Regions from separate parts of the Sus scrofa genome. Here regions 2, 3 and 4 are each linked to region 1. Evidence: chromatin contacts called from public Hi-C data. All regions are on one chromosome and are shown on one strand. The core of a region is the stretch at or near the end of the contact, and the rest is flanking DNA. Distances in the headings are between cores, read along the strand shown.

What was found. Hi-C and Micro-C count contacts between places; a contact is called where the count stands out from the background.
Region 2: a contact with region 1 is called in a Hi-C map of liver, with 2.9 times the contacts expected there. The contact joins two enhancer-like sites. A contact is called at or near these places in 1 of 47 Hi-C or Micro-C datasets (liver) and 2 of 2 datasets of contacts at active chromatin or transcription factors (alveolar macrophages and skeletal muscle).
Region 3: a contact with region 1 is called in a Hi-C map of liver, with 2.8 times the contacts expected there. The contact joins two enhancer-like sites. A contact is called at or near these places in 12 of 47 Hi-C or Micro-C datasets (alveolar macrophages, embryonic fibroblasts, epiblast stem cells and 8 more) and 2 of 2 datasets of contacts at active chromatin or transcription factors (alveolar macrophages and skeletal muscle).
Region 4: a contact with region 1 is called in a Hi-C map of retroperitoneal adipose tissue, with 1.7 times the contacts expected there. The contact joins two enhancer-like sites. A contact is called at or near these places in 2 of 47 Hi-C or Micro-C datasets (embryonic fibroblasts and retroperitoneal adipose tissue) and 1 of 2 datasets of contacts at active chromatin or transcription factors (alveolar macrophages).

Annotation. Positions count from the first base shown.
Region 1 is chr7:4,176,803-4,180,527 of Sscrofa11.1, reverse strand. No RefSeq gene overlaps it. Among named protein-coding and RNA genes, the nearest start is that of LY86, 71 kb to the right of the region's middle. Within about 2 kb of position 1,892, at least 39 of the 83 cell types and tissues checked have an H3K27ac peak or open chromatin away from gene starts, as enhancers often do. A contact at or near this core is called in alveolar macrophages, liver, retroperitoneal adipose tissue and 1 more, where this site is marked.
Region 2 is chr7:4,662,577-4,666,301 of Sscrofa11.1, reverse strand. It overlaps SSR1 (signal sequence receptor, alpha), which reads left to right. Exons shown (of 9, transcript NM_001185167.1): 9 at 879-3,353. The coding sequence ends at 946. Among named protein-coding and RNA genes, the nearest start is that of SSR1, 21 kb to the left of the region's middle. Within about 2 kb of position 1,966, at least 2 of the 83 cell types and tissues checked have an H3K27ac peak or open chromatin away from gene starts, as enhancers often do. A contact at or near this core is called in liver, where this site is marked.
Region 3 is chr7:4,627,732-4,631,456 of Sscrofa11.1, reverse strand. It overlaps RREB1 (ras-responsive element-binding protein 1), which reads right to left. Exons shown (of 16, transcript XM_005665552.3): 13 at 1,298-1,462. Among named protein-coding and RNA genes, the nearest start is that of SSR1, 56 kb to the left of the region's middle. Within about 2 kb of position 1,961, at least 15 of the 83 cell types and tissues checked have an H3K27ac peak or open chromatin away from gene starts, as enhancers often do. A contact at or near this core is called in liver, retroperitoneal adipose tissue and subcutaneous adipose tissue, where this site is marked.
Region 4 is chr7:4,462,347-4,466,071 of Sscrofa11.1, reverse strand. No RefSeq gene overlaps it. Among named protein-coding and RNA genes, the nearest start is that of RREB1, 48 kb to the left of the region's middle. Within about 2 kb of position 1,756, at least 63 of the 83 cell types and tissues checked have an H3K27ac peak or open chromatin away from gene starts, as enhancers often do. A contact at or near this core is called in alveolar macrophages and retroperitoneal adipose tissue, where this site is marked.

The DNA.
Region 1 (3,725 bases), core at 643-3,142:
AAAGTGATTCAGTTATACATGGACACACACCCATTCTTTTTCACTGGGTGGTTCTTATTTTATTTTATTTTTGTCTTGTTAGGGCCGCACCTGTGGCGTATGGAAGTTCCTAGGCTAGGGGTTGAATCAGAACAGTAACGGCCGGCCGACACCACAGCCAGAGCAATGCAGGATCCGAGCCTCATCTGCAGCCTACGCCACAGCGCACGGCAACACCGGCTCCTTAATCCACGGAGCGAGGCCAGGGATGGAACCCGCATCCTCATGGTTCCCAGTCGGATTCGTTACTGCTGAGCCACGACCAGAACTCCCTCACCGGGTGTATTTTTGGTTAAGATTTTTAAATCATGGTTTTTGCCTCAAATAAATAAATACATGAAAAAATATAAATAGGCAAACAATCTATAAACAGATGAAATGTATAAATAAAGGAAATAAATATAAAGCGAAATTAAAATGTTTGCCTTGTGAAATGTGCTGTTTGGAGAACAAATATTCACTTGCTCCAAGGTCGCTCGGCTTAGATAAAAACCTTTAAATTCAAAAGCCTAAAACAAACAAAAAACAAACAAACAAACAAAACTCCAAAAAACCCCCCAAAACAAAAAACAAACAAACAAAACAAAAGCCTGGCCTGTCTGCTCTCACACTGACTAACTCGTGCTTAGGGACACGCACGACCTTAAGCAACCTTGATTGTACCCTGCGGACTTATTTATTAATCTATTTAAACAGAAAAACTTAATGTTATCATTGGCGTTGCAGGTGTATTTATTTATACTATCTTTCCTTTTGGAAAAACACTGTGATCATGTAACCTGTCACCTTTAAGGGACTCCCCACAGGCTCACAGGGGGGAGTACAGGTTGTATCTGGGCACGAGGAAGAGTTAATCTATTCTGGCTTGAAGCGCAGTGGAGTTTGGTTTTGTCCCAGGTTTGGCGGTAACAAATGCCTTCCAGAAAACAGACTCTTCGTTTTGGTGCCATATTCTTTCAGTCCTGGCACAGCCATGGAGCCACTGTGTCTAGGCTGGTTGACGTTCCCAGGCCAGGGGGAGATGGCATTTTCTTTTCCTTTTGTGGCTGCACCTGCCACATATGGAGGTTCCCAAGCTAGGGGTCGAGTTGGAGCTACAGCTGCCGGCCTACACCACAGCCACAGCAACGCCAGATCTGGGCTGTGTCTTTGACCTATGCCAGAGCTCACGGCAACGCCGGATCCTTAACCCACTGAGCGAGGCCAGGGAGCGAGCCTGCACCCTCACGGATACTGGTCAGGTTCTTAACCCACTGAGCCACGACAGGAACTCTAAAATGGCATTTTTAAGAAAGCAGAACGCAGATGCCTCCTGGTTTATGGACACCTGCCCCCACCTAAAACCAGCCCGCATCTGGGGTTCGGCGTCTGTGGGCCTTTTGCACAAACACACCTCCCCCTCCAAGCTTAAGCCCAGATGCTCAGGGGCCCCTGGTGGGGGGGGGGAGCCCAGAGCTTCCTCCCAAGTGCATGCTCCCCCACTGCTGAGCTCACAGCCACTGTCCCCACCCCCACCCAGGGGGTCTTGAAGGAGGAAGGTTTCACGCTTTGCAGCTGGGTGGCTCCCCTGTGTCAAACCTTTGAATGGTGTCCCCCTGCCTTCGAGGGAAATCAAAATCCTAAGTGGCTCCCCAAATCCGGCCTGGCCTCTGTGTGCCCCCCCAGCTCCCTCTCCATTCCCCCGCCCATCTTGTCACTCCCCCCACCCCAAATCTGACCTCAGTCCAGTCTCCCCCTTCCCCCAACGTGTCAGGCTTTTCCCTGGATCCCTGGTCTCTGCGCAAAATGCCCAGAGTGGGTTTGACTGGCTTTCAGGGAGTCCTGCGAACGTACTGTCCAAACTTCCTTGTTTTGATGGGAAAACACATTCCAGACCAACTTTCCAAACCACATCCGGGGCTGAGGGAGCCGTGAGCCAGGGCCTCCCAGGCTCTGTCACACGAACCCAGTTACACTGGGAGAGTCTGGGCCTGGCGGTTGCCTCCTGCCTCCTGCCTCCTGGGAGACCCTCTTGCAGAGCTTTGGAAGCTCAGACACAGAAGGCTGACCCATCTGGTGCCCCCGTTCAGTCAGGAAGGCATTTGGAATCGATCTGGGCAAAGGCTGAGCTCCAGGGCAGCTGTAAATAGTGCAGATTCTCCCCAGAAGCTGCGAGAAGAGCAAGCAGGCCCCGCAGCAGCCGCCAGGGTCGCCTGGGGCCGGAGCCGGCTCCTGCTCAGGGGCCAGCAGGTGGGAAGTGGTGTTTATGGCAGTGGCTTTTCCTCCAGTGGCTCCTATGAGTTCCCACCTTCTCTCGAACCTTGCAGGAGACCTTTCCTTTCCTGGCTTCCAGTGCGTGCTAGAGCTGAGGCTCGGTCTCCGAGTCGGAAGCCATAGAGGCAAGCATCTCCAGTCACTCATCCCACTCAGCAGGTGACTCTTTTTGGCTGCAGGGGAAGCAGCGGCCTGCTGGGGTAAGCCCTGGATGGTGGACCAGAGTCAAGGGCATCCCAGGTGTACAGACTCCCGGGGGGCGGGGACTGCACCCCCGCTGGACACTCTGGACCATTTTCAGGCAGATGGAAAAGAGAAAACCTCCAGGGGCATCTTGCTGGAAGCAAAGATGTGGCTCTAGGCAGACCTGGTGGGTGTGTGTAGGATGGAGGAGGAGCCGCGTGTGTGTGTGTGTGTGTGTGTGTGTGTGTGCTGGTTCTTTACAGAACCATGGGTGTGACAAGCCCAGGACTCGCTCAGCCTCTGCTGGTGAGTTTTCTCTGTTGTGTGGCCACTCCCTGGGCTGAGTGTCTGTAACCAGTTTCCCAAACGCTCAAGCCCTGTCCTAGGGACTTAACTGTCTGACCTCATTTCTCAGCCCTGGCCCCGCCCACGGTCCGGACTTTGCCCCTGCTTAACACCCCAGGAAACAGAGGCTTATGCTGCTTCTCCGAATCCTCAGGCCAGGTCCCTCTGTTGCCACAGCCCACGAGATCTTCCGCCGTCTTTTGTCTGGGCAGGGACTTGACGGAGCTGGGGGCCGTGTCCCCTGCAAGCCTGCAGTGGATGGAGGAGCCTAAGGGCCATTTCTGTTCTTCTCAATATGTTTTGAGCCACACAGTGAAAGTGGCTGGAGGCTGGGGTTTGGGGACGGGGGGGGACTCCTCTATCTTCTTTCCAGGATCACGTCCACATTCCGTCCGTCTGTGCTCTCACCCCGACTACAGTCTTTGACCCTTGGGGTCAGGTCTGGACTCTAAACAGCTTCCGCAAGCCTCCAGAGCCTACCGCTGTCTGAGCAGGGCCCTAGTCCTGTCTCTGAGAAGGTGGCAAAAATCCATTTCAATCAAACACATCCTGGGAAAGCCCATCAGACCTGTGCTTGCAAGAGGAAGACACGTGGGCATTGCTGCTGGAAAAAACCTTGTCTGAGTGGCTCAGGGCTCGGCCACAGCGCTGCTCCCTCAACCCCACCGCCTCCCAGCTTCTTGTTATTTCCTGCGGAATCCTCCAGCATGCTCAGGCTTCCTGGAGCTGGGATCCGTCTGGCAGCCCCGCTGAGTCCTTCCCCCGACCCCCAGGGCCCATCTGATAAGATAGGGGGCTTCAGTGTGTGTGGGGGGGCGGTGCTTACTCTGCTCCCCCAATGCACAGCTGCCTCCTGCTGCTGGGATGCTACTGACAGAGGGTCTGGCTGTAACGAAGAGAGTCTG
Region 2 (3,725 bases), core at 717-3,216, 490 kb before region 1:
TTTAAGGCAGGGGGAAAGAAAGTGCTTCCACGCTCAGTTTTAGGCACGTGGGCCCCAGACGCCATCATCATCAACCTGCCAGGAGCACTGAGGTCCGTTTTCATGTGATTTGTAGACTCGAGCACTTTTTTTTTGGTCTTTTTTTTGTTGTTATTGTTGTTGTTGCTATTTCTTGGGCCGCTCCCGCGGCATATGGAGGTTCCCAGGCTAGGGGTAGAATCGGAGCTGTAGCCACCGGCCTACGCCAGAGCCACAGCAACGCGGGATCCGAGCCGCGTCTGCAACCTACACCACAGTTCACGGCAGCGCCGGATCGTTAACCCACTGAGCAAGGGCAGGGACCGAACCCGCAACCTCATGGTTCCTAGTCGGATTCGTTAACCACTGCGCCACGACGGGAACTCCCTTTTTTTTTTTTTCTTTAGCCCACTGAGTGAGGCCAGGGGTCAAACCCACATCCTCATTGATAGTAATTGGGTTCTTACCCCTCTGAGCCACAACGGGAACTCTACAAAAAATTTTTAATTGACGTCATGTTAGTTCCAGGTGTACAACGTAATGATGTTTTATACATTGGAAAATGACCATTATGCCAAGTCGTTACCATCTGTCACCATACAAACTTAACCAAAACATTTTTTTTTCTTGTTTTTAAGTTTATTTAGCAACCTTGCAGTATGTAAAGTTTCATTTTGAGTTCTCTCTTGAAGGACTGTTTATAGCTTAAAAAAACCTGTGCTGGGTCAGAGACATTTATTATTAGATGATCTCTCTCGTGTGTGTGTGTTCGGTTTTTGAACCTCGTGGTAAAGTTGGAGGAAATGCTTTTGAATTGAACACGTATAACAGACAAATTAAAACGTTGTCTTTTCTTCCAGATAAAGCTTCACCGAGAAGGTTGCCCAGGAAACGGGCACAGAAGAGATCCGTGGGATCTGATGAGTAAATGTTCTTTGTGCAACAATTTGGTCTTTACTTAACCTGCCCTAATGTGTTTCGGCCTGATGGGAATTAGTGCAGAGAAGCCATATCACCATAGACGGCAACTGCTGCTTATGTGTGGACTGAGCAATCAGAGTCTGTGGCGATAATATTGTGGAAAATGCACTGCATTTTTATTTTTCTAAAGTAACAAATGTGGTTTTTTTTAAACCATTAAACTGTGTGTGTGCGTGTGCATGTGTGTGAGCAGCGGGTCTCGCGGCGCCCCGTTGGGCGGCCCGGGCGCCTTGAGAATGCTGAGCACCACGCTCTGGTCTCTGGTCCTTCGGACGCTTCCCGACCGTCTCCCCCCAGGCCCCCTGGTTGCCCAGTGTGATGGCAGGTGTCCTCCCAGACTGGCTCAAAGAGAACAGTGCTTCTTCCTTAGAATAGCTCAAATCCCAACGGCGGGCACAATTAGCATACTGCTGCTGTTTTACAACCAGCATCTAAAGGCACAGACAGGAATAGCTGCTTCTTAGCAATGAAGTTGTCTGGGTCTTTGCGGCTGTTGCTAGAATACGCACCTTCGGAGGACTTCCCCCTGAGTTCCAGCAACTTGACAGTTCCGGTTTGGACATGTAAAACCAGCCCCGCGCTCTCTGAAAAAAAATGGTACATTTGTAGACTCTGAGTCGTTGTCCATTGTTCTTTCGGACCCGAGGGGTAGCTCCAGAGCGACTGTAAGACCAGCCTGGTTTTCTAAGAGATCATGTTTCGCCTTCAGAGAAGCATCTTGCTTAAGAAGAGGTGCCTTGGGGTCTACAGACTAAGCACAATTCCAGCAGGGCCTGATCTGTTAAAGAGTTGGGTCATTTCTGGTGGTTAACTCATTGTTTTTATCTGACCTTTTGGGTTTGGGGTTGTTGGTTTTCGGTGGTGTTAACCTGAAAGATTGCAAAATTTTAAGCACTGAAGGTCTCAGAACCGAACCGAGCTGGACTTCGTCACTCTGCTCTCGGTGACCCTTGCCCTAGGCAGCGCGTTAGGTTGGCCTCGTTGTCAGACTGCGAAAGTCGTGGCGTAAACGACACGAACAAATGAGAGGCCTTCTCCCTCTGTCCTTAAGCCGTAGTCTCTCACATGTGCTGTGTAAGGAAGTGATGGTAAATGGACTTTCAGTGGCTACTCAGCTCCTGGCCTGTCTTCATCGTGATGACCTGACCCTGCTTTGTTATGATCCCCACCTGCACCCGCGCCCACACACACACACACACAGAACACACACGTGAAACAGCTTCCCAGGTTGTTTGCAGTATTTAAACATCAGAGCCAAAGCCAGCGACAATAAAGCAGAAGTCATTGTATAGCTGTCAACCGCTTTGCAAGTAGGGGCTGAGGTGTTAAATGAACTCTCTTGGCAGCGCTGAGCTATAAACTTTCTATACTTGTAATGTAAAGTCTTTGAGTTTTTAATTGGGCTGTATGATCAGTCGTTTATTGTGGAAAAGCTCTGTGAGCTCCAAGGAACGGCCTGGTTTTTGCTTGATGTACTCTCAGACCCTCCACCTTCTCAAGGAATCTCTCTCCAAACATTTCTGTGAGTGTCCAGGTTCGTGAAGGTACTGGGGTGTGATGGAGCGAGGTGGGGCTCGGCACATTCACCCGACCTCTGCAGAGTGTCACGGGCTCTGTGGCGAGGCCATGCCGAGTGAGGGCACCAGCCTTCCCGCTGCTGAGCCACCTGCCTTCTGCAGGGGCCCTTCCTTTTCGGGGGGCGGGGGGGGCGGTGACGTTAGCACCTCGGCGGTTGTGTGTCACGTTGTGTTTTTAGCAGAGATTGGGAACACTGGAGAACTCTTAATTCCTCAGCTCTCAGGGCCTCTGTGCTCTCAGTGTTCCCAGAAACTCCATAATGAATGGAATTCACTTCCACACATGGTTTGTTCAAGCACACTTAATAAGTAGCCTGTTTTTTTAAATGTTTTTAAAATGTAAATATTTGGATGAAGTTTTTGTTTCTGATATATTAATTTGCTACACCAGTCATGGTTTCAGAATTCACCTTTTGAACAGCCTGGTTCCAGAGTCAGTAAAACAAACCAAGGATCTGGAGTATCGAGCCTGTCCCTGGGGTGTGCGGCAGGAAGGACGTGTCCATAAAGCACGGCTCTCACCTTGGTTGTGCAGCTGCATCGTTCATTTCACGGTCTTAGCGTAGCGACTTGCTGTAGGACTGTCCCTGTCCCTTTGCAGTGGGGGAAGGGACAAGGGGCCTCCATGGTAGAAGCCTGAGGGGGGTAAAAAATCAGAATGAAGGAACATTGGCTTTAGTGTCGTTTTTAATTTTAAATAATTTTCAGAAAATAGGACTTTAATAGGAAGAAAGGGCAAATTTAGATCTTAAAAAAAAAAAAAAAATTAGGAGTTCCCGTCGTGGCTCAGTGGTTAATGAATCCGACTAGGAACCACGAGGTTTCTGGTTCGATCCCTGGCCTCGCTCAGTGGGTTAAGGATCCGGCGTGAGCTGTGGTGTAGGTCGCAGACGCGGCTCGGATCTGGCATGGCTGTGGCTCTGGTGTAGGTCGGTGGCTACAGCTCCGATGAGACCCCTATGCCACGCGTGTGGCCCTATGAAAGACAAAAAGACAAAAAAAATTTTTTAAAGCCAGGCTTAAAGGTGAATTGGCAGTGCAGGAGCCAGGAGTCGAGAGTCTGGGCTCTGTGGGGAGGAAGAGGTGGGGACGTGGGACCGTCCCTTCGTGGCTGTGGTCCTGGAGGCGCGGCAGTAGCTGAGCGAGCGG
Region 3 (3,725 bases), core at 712-3,211, 450 kb before region 1:
AAAAAAAAAAGAAAAAAAAAAAAAAGATAGGGGCCCAAAGTGTGCATCCAGCACGTGGCTGTTACACTTCAGGACTTGACCGCAAGCGTGGGCTCCCCTCGGCCACCTCAATTATGTGCGGCTGTCCCCACCTTCGGGACCAGGATGGGACCGTCACTCAGCTGCTTTCTGAAGGTGGGCTGGGAGAAAGGGGGCCAGACACAGGGGGCTGTCTGAGACCAAGGTGGGCAGTGCCAGCCTCCTGCCACTCTTCTGGAGTTGAAGAGCAAGTCACCCTGTGACCTCAGGCCCAAGGGCACCCAAGTCACAGTAAGACCTTTCTCTCCTCAAGGATCCTGGCCAGTCATGTGAATCGGGTAGCTGGAGGGGGGAGGCGGCAGAATGGCCCCCACTTCCAAACCCTAAGAGGGTCTGACGGCCCCAAGTGTGACCCCTCCCCCCGCTCCCGTCCACACTGACGCAGTGCAGGAGGAGACCCCCAGACAGCACAGCACCCCACCCTGTCCAATCTCAAGGACTCAGTCACAACCCTAGAAAAATACATTTTTGGGGACTCGCCTCAGCTTCAAAACATGGGGACGTGTCCAAACTTTCAAGATTTGCCAAACTGAACCTGTACCTGCAACAGTCACTCAGCAGAGGCCAGACAGCCCTGTGTCCGAGAAACCCGCAGCAGCCGGTGTTTGGTTTGTTTGTTTTGGGGGGTAGGGGACACAAGACCCCAGCAGCCGGAGATAATGGCATATACTGAACAGAGCACGTGAGTAAATACAGAAGCTGTAAGGGAAGAAAAGGTGGCAGGAGACGCATGGGCAGCCGTTAATTGCTCTGGAGGGGCTGGAGGAAGGAAGCACAGATCAGCACATGAGAATAATACCCGGATTCAGGTCAAGCAGAGATGTGATTAAAGAAAGGACATGCAGAGTGCTTTTTCAAACACGACCAAGTTTTTTACTGGGAAGAGAGTTACTGAAAAGGAGAATACCGCCCCTGCCCCGCCTCCCTGCGGCGGGCTGGGCATCACTAGCTCCTGCAGCACCCTGAGGTCTGAGCGGGCCCACCCCTGCGCTGGAGGGGGCGGCCAGCAGGGCTGGCTTTCAGAAAACACCAGGCGAGGGGGCTCACAGCCCTTGCGAAGTGCTCCTGCGAAGCGCTATTCTGCAGGCCTGCCTGTGCGGCCCACGCCAGGGGCCAGCAGCCACAATGGGCACAGGCTGGGGCTGGGGGCAGACCTTCTCTGGCAGCGCACCTGCGGCGCCTCCTCTGGCCCTGTCTCTGCATCACCTGGAAGCACTACCTGTGCTATCATGGGCTCCAACATCACTCTCTTTGGACTGGGGGATAAGCCCGTTTCTTCTCAGGGAACAGGCCGTAACTCCGTGTTTGCGCAACTGGTGGCGTTCACAGTTAGATTTGGTGGAAAAGAAGGCACCGCATTTTTGACAAGGGAAGGGTTTCTGACCTGAAGCAGGAAAAAAAATACATATTTATCTGGCTTTCTATTGCAACGATTCCTTCTCCTGAGGTTACTGGCATTTGCTTTCCCCCATCCTCCACCCTTTCTTTCAAGAAAATAAATCAAACACATTAAAAAATACACTGAGAACATCGACAACTCCAGTGGTCACCTTCCCCTGCTCTGAGCGGGCAAAATAAAGGTTTTGTCCTCAAAATACTAAAAGTCAGCAATGAAAGCAAGATACATATAAGTAAAATAACAGTGTTACAATTAAAAACCTCACACAACAACAACAACAACGAAAGTGAGAGAAGGGATTTCAGCACAGCCGAGAGGAGGCCTGACGAGGTCACTTCCGGCCTGGCAAGTGCCAGGGACATGGGGCGAGGGGGAACGCCCGGGCCTCCTGGAGGAATCCTGAGGCCCCCGGATGTCTCGGAGGCTGGTCCCCTTCCTGACCTTGTGGGTCTGGCCCTCCCACCTGCACCGGAAGCGCTGAGTTCTGACTTCCCAGGATGCCTCCCGTCTGACCTCTGCCCAAGGTCACCGTGGTCCTTGCTGGCAGACAGGGGACAAAGGTTCTCTGTCTCTTTGCTTTCTACGCTCCTGCTGGCGGCGGATCAGTGACCAACCAGTCCCTGAGTCTAATCAGAGACCACGTGCTCCAGTCGGCAACCCGCATGTGCAGCTACGTCACCGAGTGCCCCCCAACGCCACCGACCCCAAGGACGGGCAACCTGCCAGCCTCTCCCCGGTCGACACCCACCCTGGCCTCTCCTCTCCTTCTGTCTGGATTCCTGTCGCAGGCTCCTCAGCCCTGGCCCCGTGTCTGCAAGGATGGACGAGGGGGCAAAGGAATGGCAGAGTGCGGACAGAGCAGGGAAGGAGAGGGGGCGGCTGGGAGAGGGAGTGTGCGGGCTGCAGGACAGAGGTGTGCTTTCTACGGCCTCGCTGATTCTTCAGTTCTCCCCCAACGGCCACATGCCGGGGTCCCAGGTTCTGACTTGGCAGGGAAAGGGTTCCGTGTACCCACGAGCAGGACGCGGAGCTGCAGCCAGCACTGCTGTCCCTTGGACCCCAGGGCTCCGCAATGGCACACACACAAGACCTGGCAGGGAAGTCAACAAGCACGGCTCCCTCAAAACACTGAACGGGGCCTGAGGCCTTCTGTTTAGACTGAGGTGAGCCATCAAGGGACCCTAGAACCAGAGCAGGCGCACAAGCCCAGGCACAGATGGCACGGGCCAGGCATCTGGGGTTCGCAGGAGAGGAAGCACTGCTGGCCACACAACTCCGGGGGCGCCGCTCACCTGCAGCACATCGTGTGCAACCTCTGCCTGAGTCCCCGCACCCCAGTAACCAGAGAAAGGGGCCATGTGCTCCCTCCTGAGTGGTGGTCACCAGAGGAGCTTTCTAAGAACACCGGTGTCCGGGACCATGAAAAACCAGGGAAGCAGACTCGGACACCCGGCCTGGGCACCTCTAGGGGGCTCCACGTGGGCTGAGGGGGGAAGGGGAGAAGCCCAGTCCCCCGTGTTTCCTGCTAACTTTATGAACACGCCCTCATCAAAGAAAAAAAAAATCATGCCTTTTGGGTAAGCATTTTAATGTTCTTTGTGCACCTTCACGTTATTTCTCGCTTTCCACCAAAAGTTGAGCAGAACACTTAATAGTTATTTAGGCTCTGGAGTCCCTGCTGTGGTGCAAAGGGATCAGCAGCGTCTCTGGAACGCTGGGACGCGGGTTCAATCCCCAGCCCCAGGCAGTGGGTTAAGGGCCTGCTGTTGCCACGGCTGCGGTGCAGGTTGTGACTGTGGCTTGGATCTGATCCCTGGCCTGGGCACTCCATACGCCATGGGGCAGCCAGAAAAGAAAAAAGCAAAAAAAAAAAAAAAAAAAAAAAAAAGACTCAGGCTCTGTTTTAAGTAAAAAGAGAACACTTTTTCTTTTTACCTATACTATTTTACTGTCAAAAAAGCAACATCAGGTGAGTTTGAGAACAGGAGAACCAGGCCAAGAAGAAAACACGTCAGAAGCTGGAACAGTGAGTTGTGATCCGCTTCTGGATGTCAATGAAAGCCACTGGTTTCCTGCTTCTTCCTGCTGCGTGATTTCCTCGGTAACTTCCACGCGGGTAAGCGCCCCGCTCTTACAGCTGATGTGCCGTGGGGATGGCGAGCATGGTAAAGTTGAGGTTAGCAAACAATTCAATGACCTCACAGTTTTGTATGTGATTAGAAAGATTCCCAAAGTGACAACAGGAGTC
Region 4 (3,725 bases), core at 507-3,006, 290 kb before region 1:
CAACTGCTCGGCCACGCTCACCTAGAGCCCTCACTGCATCATCGCATCCAAGCCAAACTCGGTTACTGAGGCAACTAAGTTTTTCTACCCAAAGGGTCACCGGGAAACACATCCCTCGGGAACCCCTGGTAACCATCCGCCGATAATGCTGGGGAACCACAACAGCAAGAGGCTGGCGCGGCCGCGCGGCCGGCCCTGGGGGAGGGGGTGCGTGGGGGTGCGCAGCGTCCAGTTACATTCCTGACCCACTTTCGCATCCCCTCCCGCCCCCTCCTGCTGCTCCTCCTCCCGGCCGGCCGCGAGGGCACCCGCGCTCGGAGAACCACCCGCGAGCCATCCCCAGGCCGCCGCGGGCGGGGTGCGCCGGGCGCCGGGCTCCGCGGGGGACCGAGGGGGAGGGGGAGGCGACGGAGGAGGCGGGAGCCCGCCCCCGCCCCCACCCCGGCTTCCCCTGCGCGGCCCCTCCCCCGTCACATGGGCTCGCGAGCACCTGTTGGCGACCTCAGCCCCTGGCGGAGCCCCTCCCGCCTCCCGGGCGAAAGCCCCAGCGGGAGGGGATGGGACCCCTGCCCGCGTGTCGCTCTGCACACCCCGCTTCGCCAGGCAGGGCGCGGGGGCCGGTGGGCGACCCCTGCCCAGCTGCTCGGCTTTGCAAACTGCAAAAGCGCCGCGGCCGCGAGGCGACCGGGCGGAGGGGATCCTGCCCCCACCCCAACCCCGCTCCCCCGCCTCCCCCGGGCGGCACGGGGAGGTGGGGTGCGCCCGCCCCCTGCCCGACTCCGCTGGAAACCTGGGCTCCTCGCGGGCGCCGGGAGGGGCTGCTGCCGAGTCCGGGCCGGGGCGGCGGGGGCGAGGGCAGGTAGCGGGTGAGGACGGGCGGGGTGTGTGTTCCGAGCCGCCGAGTCCAGGAAGGGGGCGGGAAGCTGCCGTCTCAGCTGCAACTTCTGAGCGAGCAAAGCAACTCAGCAACTTTGCCTGCGCCGCGCCCCTCCCCCGCGCCGCCGGCCGGGCCGGGGGCTGCGCTGCGCCTGGGGCCCCGGCGCCGGGCCCGGCGGGGAGCGGACCGGGTGCGGGCGAGCGGGCTGGGGCAGGCCGCCCGGGGCGTGGGGGAGGGCTTGGGGGCGCCTCTACGCGCCCCGCGGCTGGGGAGCGCCGCCCGGGTCCCCGCGCCGGGCACGCCCCCCGCCGCCCCCACCGGGCCGGCCGCGCCCGCCGCCCGGCTCCGCGCGGGGAAGGGGGCGGAGGATGGCGGCGGAGCCATGGAAACTGCCGGGTGGATAGAGAAGGAGAGGGCCGCGCGGGCCATCCCGGGCTGCCCGCGTCGCAGCGGCTGCGGATGCGGCGTCCCGGGGAGCGCGGCCGAGCTCGCACAAGTGTCCCTCCGGCCCCGAGGGAGGCCGGCGGTGGAGAGCGGCCCCGGGAGGGGTGGGGGGCGGAGGCGAGGGTGATGGTGACCCGGGCCTCCCGGGGTCAGTGGCCGTTCGTTCCGGTCCCGAGGACCGGCTCGAGGCCCTGCGGGGTCCTGCCAGCCCGAAGGCCAGGGGAAAGCCCCAGATGTGCGTCCAGAGAGCCTTTCAGAGGGGCCAAACCTGCGCATGCGGGGCAGGTGGGGCGCCTGGGCCAGCCTGGGGTGGGACACGCGGGCCCCAAAGCCCTGCGGGCTGACTTGGCCGGGCCCTCGCAGTTATGCACCGGGAGCCTGCCGAGCCCGGCCTTCGGCCGCACCCATTCTCTGGAAGCTGATCTGGGAACCCTGCAACCTCCCCCACCGACACTCACAGACTTCATCTGACTCACTGTGGAGTTACTGATGCTTTACGCCCAAGCCTGTTGCTTGGAAAGTGCTAGGGATTTTAATGGTGGCGTTATGAAATTGAGTCACTTCTGGGTGTGGGGCTCTTGAGAGGCAAAGGGGTTGTTTCAAGTGAAAGTTATACTACCTACTACCGGCGTGGAGCAGGCTGTTAACCGGCTGAATGATTTAATTGCGTGACATCTTCGTTTAAAGAGATTTGCATGCTCACTGAGGACAGCTGGACAGTTAGGCGATGATGTAGACCTGGAACTTACTTTTTTAAAAAGGTGACTTTTTGGTGTTTTGCACCCCAAAACGAGTGACCGGTACAGTGGTCCCTTGTTACCATGGAGATTGGTTCCAGGAACTCCAGGCAGATACCAAAATCCAGGGACGCTGGAGACTCCTATTACATGGTGTAGTGTTGCCATATGGCCTGTGCGCATCTCCCCTGTCCTTTAAATCAGCTCTAGGCTACTTACAACACCCAATGGAACACGAATAAGTGTAAACACATTAACTGCTTTATAGAGAGTTGCTGGCCTTTAGCAAATGAAAGTTTTAAAACTTTCCAGAATCTTTTTCAAATCTTTTTTATTCAAGCTTGGTTGAATCTGCAGGTTACAGGAAGGGCCAACTACGTATTTCTTTCTTTCTTTTTTTTTTTTTTGTCTTTTCTAGGGCCGCACCCGCGGCATATGGAGGTTCCCAGGCTAGGGGTCGAATCGGAGCTGTAGCTGCCGGGCTGCACCACAGCCACAGCAACGCCAGATCCACTCATGTCTGTGACCCACACCACAGCTCAGGGCAACGCCGGATCGTTAACCCACTGAGCAAGGGCAGGGACCGAACCGGCAACCTCATGGTTCCTCGTCGGATTCGTTTCCGCTGCGCCACAATGGGAACTCCTCTTCTCTCTCTTTTTTTTTTTTTTTTTGGCTCTTTAGGGCCACACCTGTGGCACATGGAAGTTCCCAGGCTAGGGGTCAAATCCAAGATGTAGCTGCCTGCCTACACCACAGCCACAGCATCGCCAGATCGGAGCTGAGTCTGCCCCCTATACCGAAGCTCTTGGCAATGCTGGATTGTTAACCCATGGAGCCAGGAGAGGGATCGAACCCGCATCCTCAAGGATACTAGTCGGATTTGTTTCCTCTGCGCCACAACAGGAACTCCCTGTATTTCTTTTTTTAACTTCAAAAGTTCTTTAGGCGTGGTGATGATCATAGGTGATGTTTGAAAAACAGTCCTGCGGTCATACACTACATTTCACTGACTCCAAGATGCGTGTATTTCCCCATCTCTAATGTCTTATTTGATGGCATCCTTGAGCCCTAGTTTAATTGGCAGCGTTTTTCTTAGGGGGACATGAAATAAGGAAGTTGGAGAGATGCTGAGTTAAGTTTATTTCGTTATACCACAAAGACATGCAACACATAGCTTTATAGCAAGGCCTTCCAGAGTGTTCTGTGTGCTAAGGTGGTTGCGAATCACCAAGACTAGGTTATGCAGACTTGCCTAAAGGCATCTGTCCAGTCCGGCTTTGTGAGCATTGTGACGGAATTACCACCGTTCCTTTCAGGAACTGCTGCTCTAAGAGTTGTCCCGGATTTGAATACAGTGGAGGGAAATGCACTTCGAAATTGTGCCTGAGTAGAATCAGGAATCTTCAAATGATAAGCTGAATTTAGTTGTCACGACGAAAAAGAGCCCGTTTGAGGAAATAAATCTTTGTAGGCAGAACAGTTCTCATTCAGCTGTAGTAGAAACTGAATCAGGGCCATCTTTAGGGAACTAATTCAGTGAACATTTAATTCATCAGAAAATTCATGTATCTGAACATACAGTTGCTGTTACACTACTTCCTGCATTTTTCTGATTTGTAGACGTTAACAAAAATGCGTTATTTAAATTAGACTGGCACGAAGCT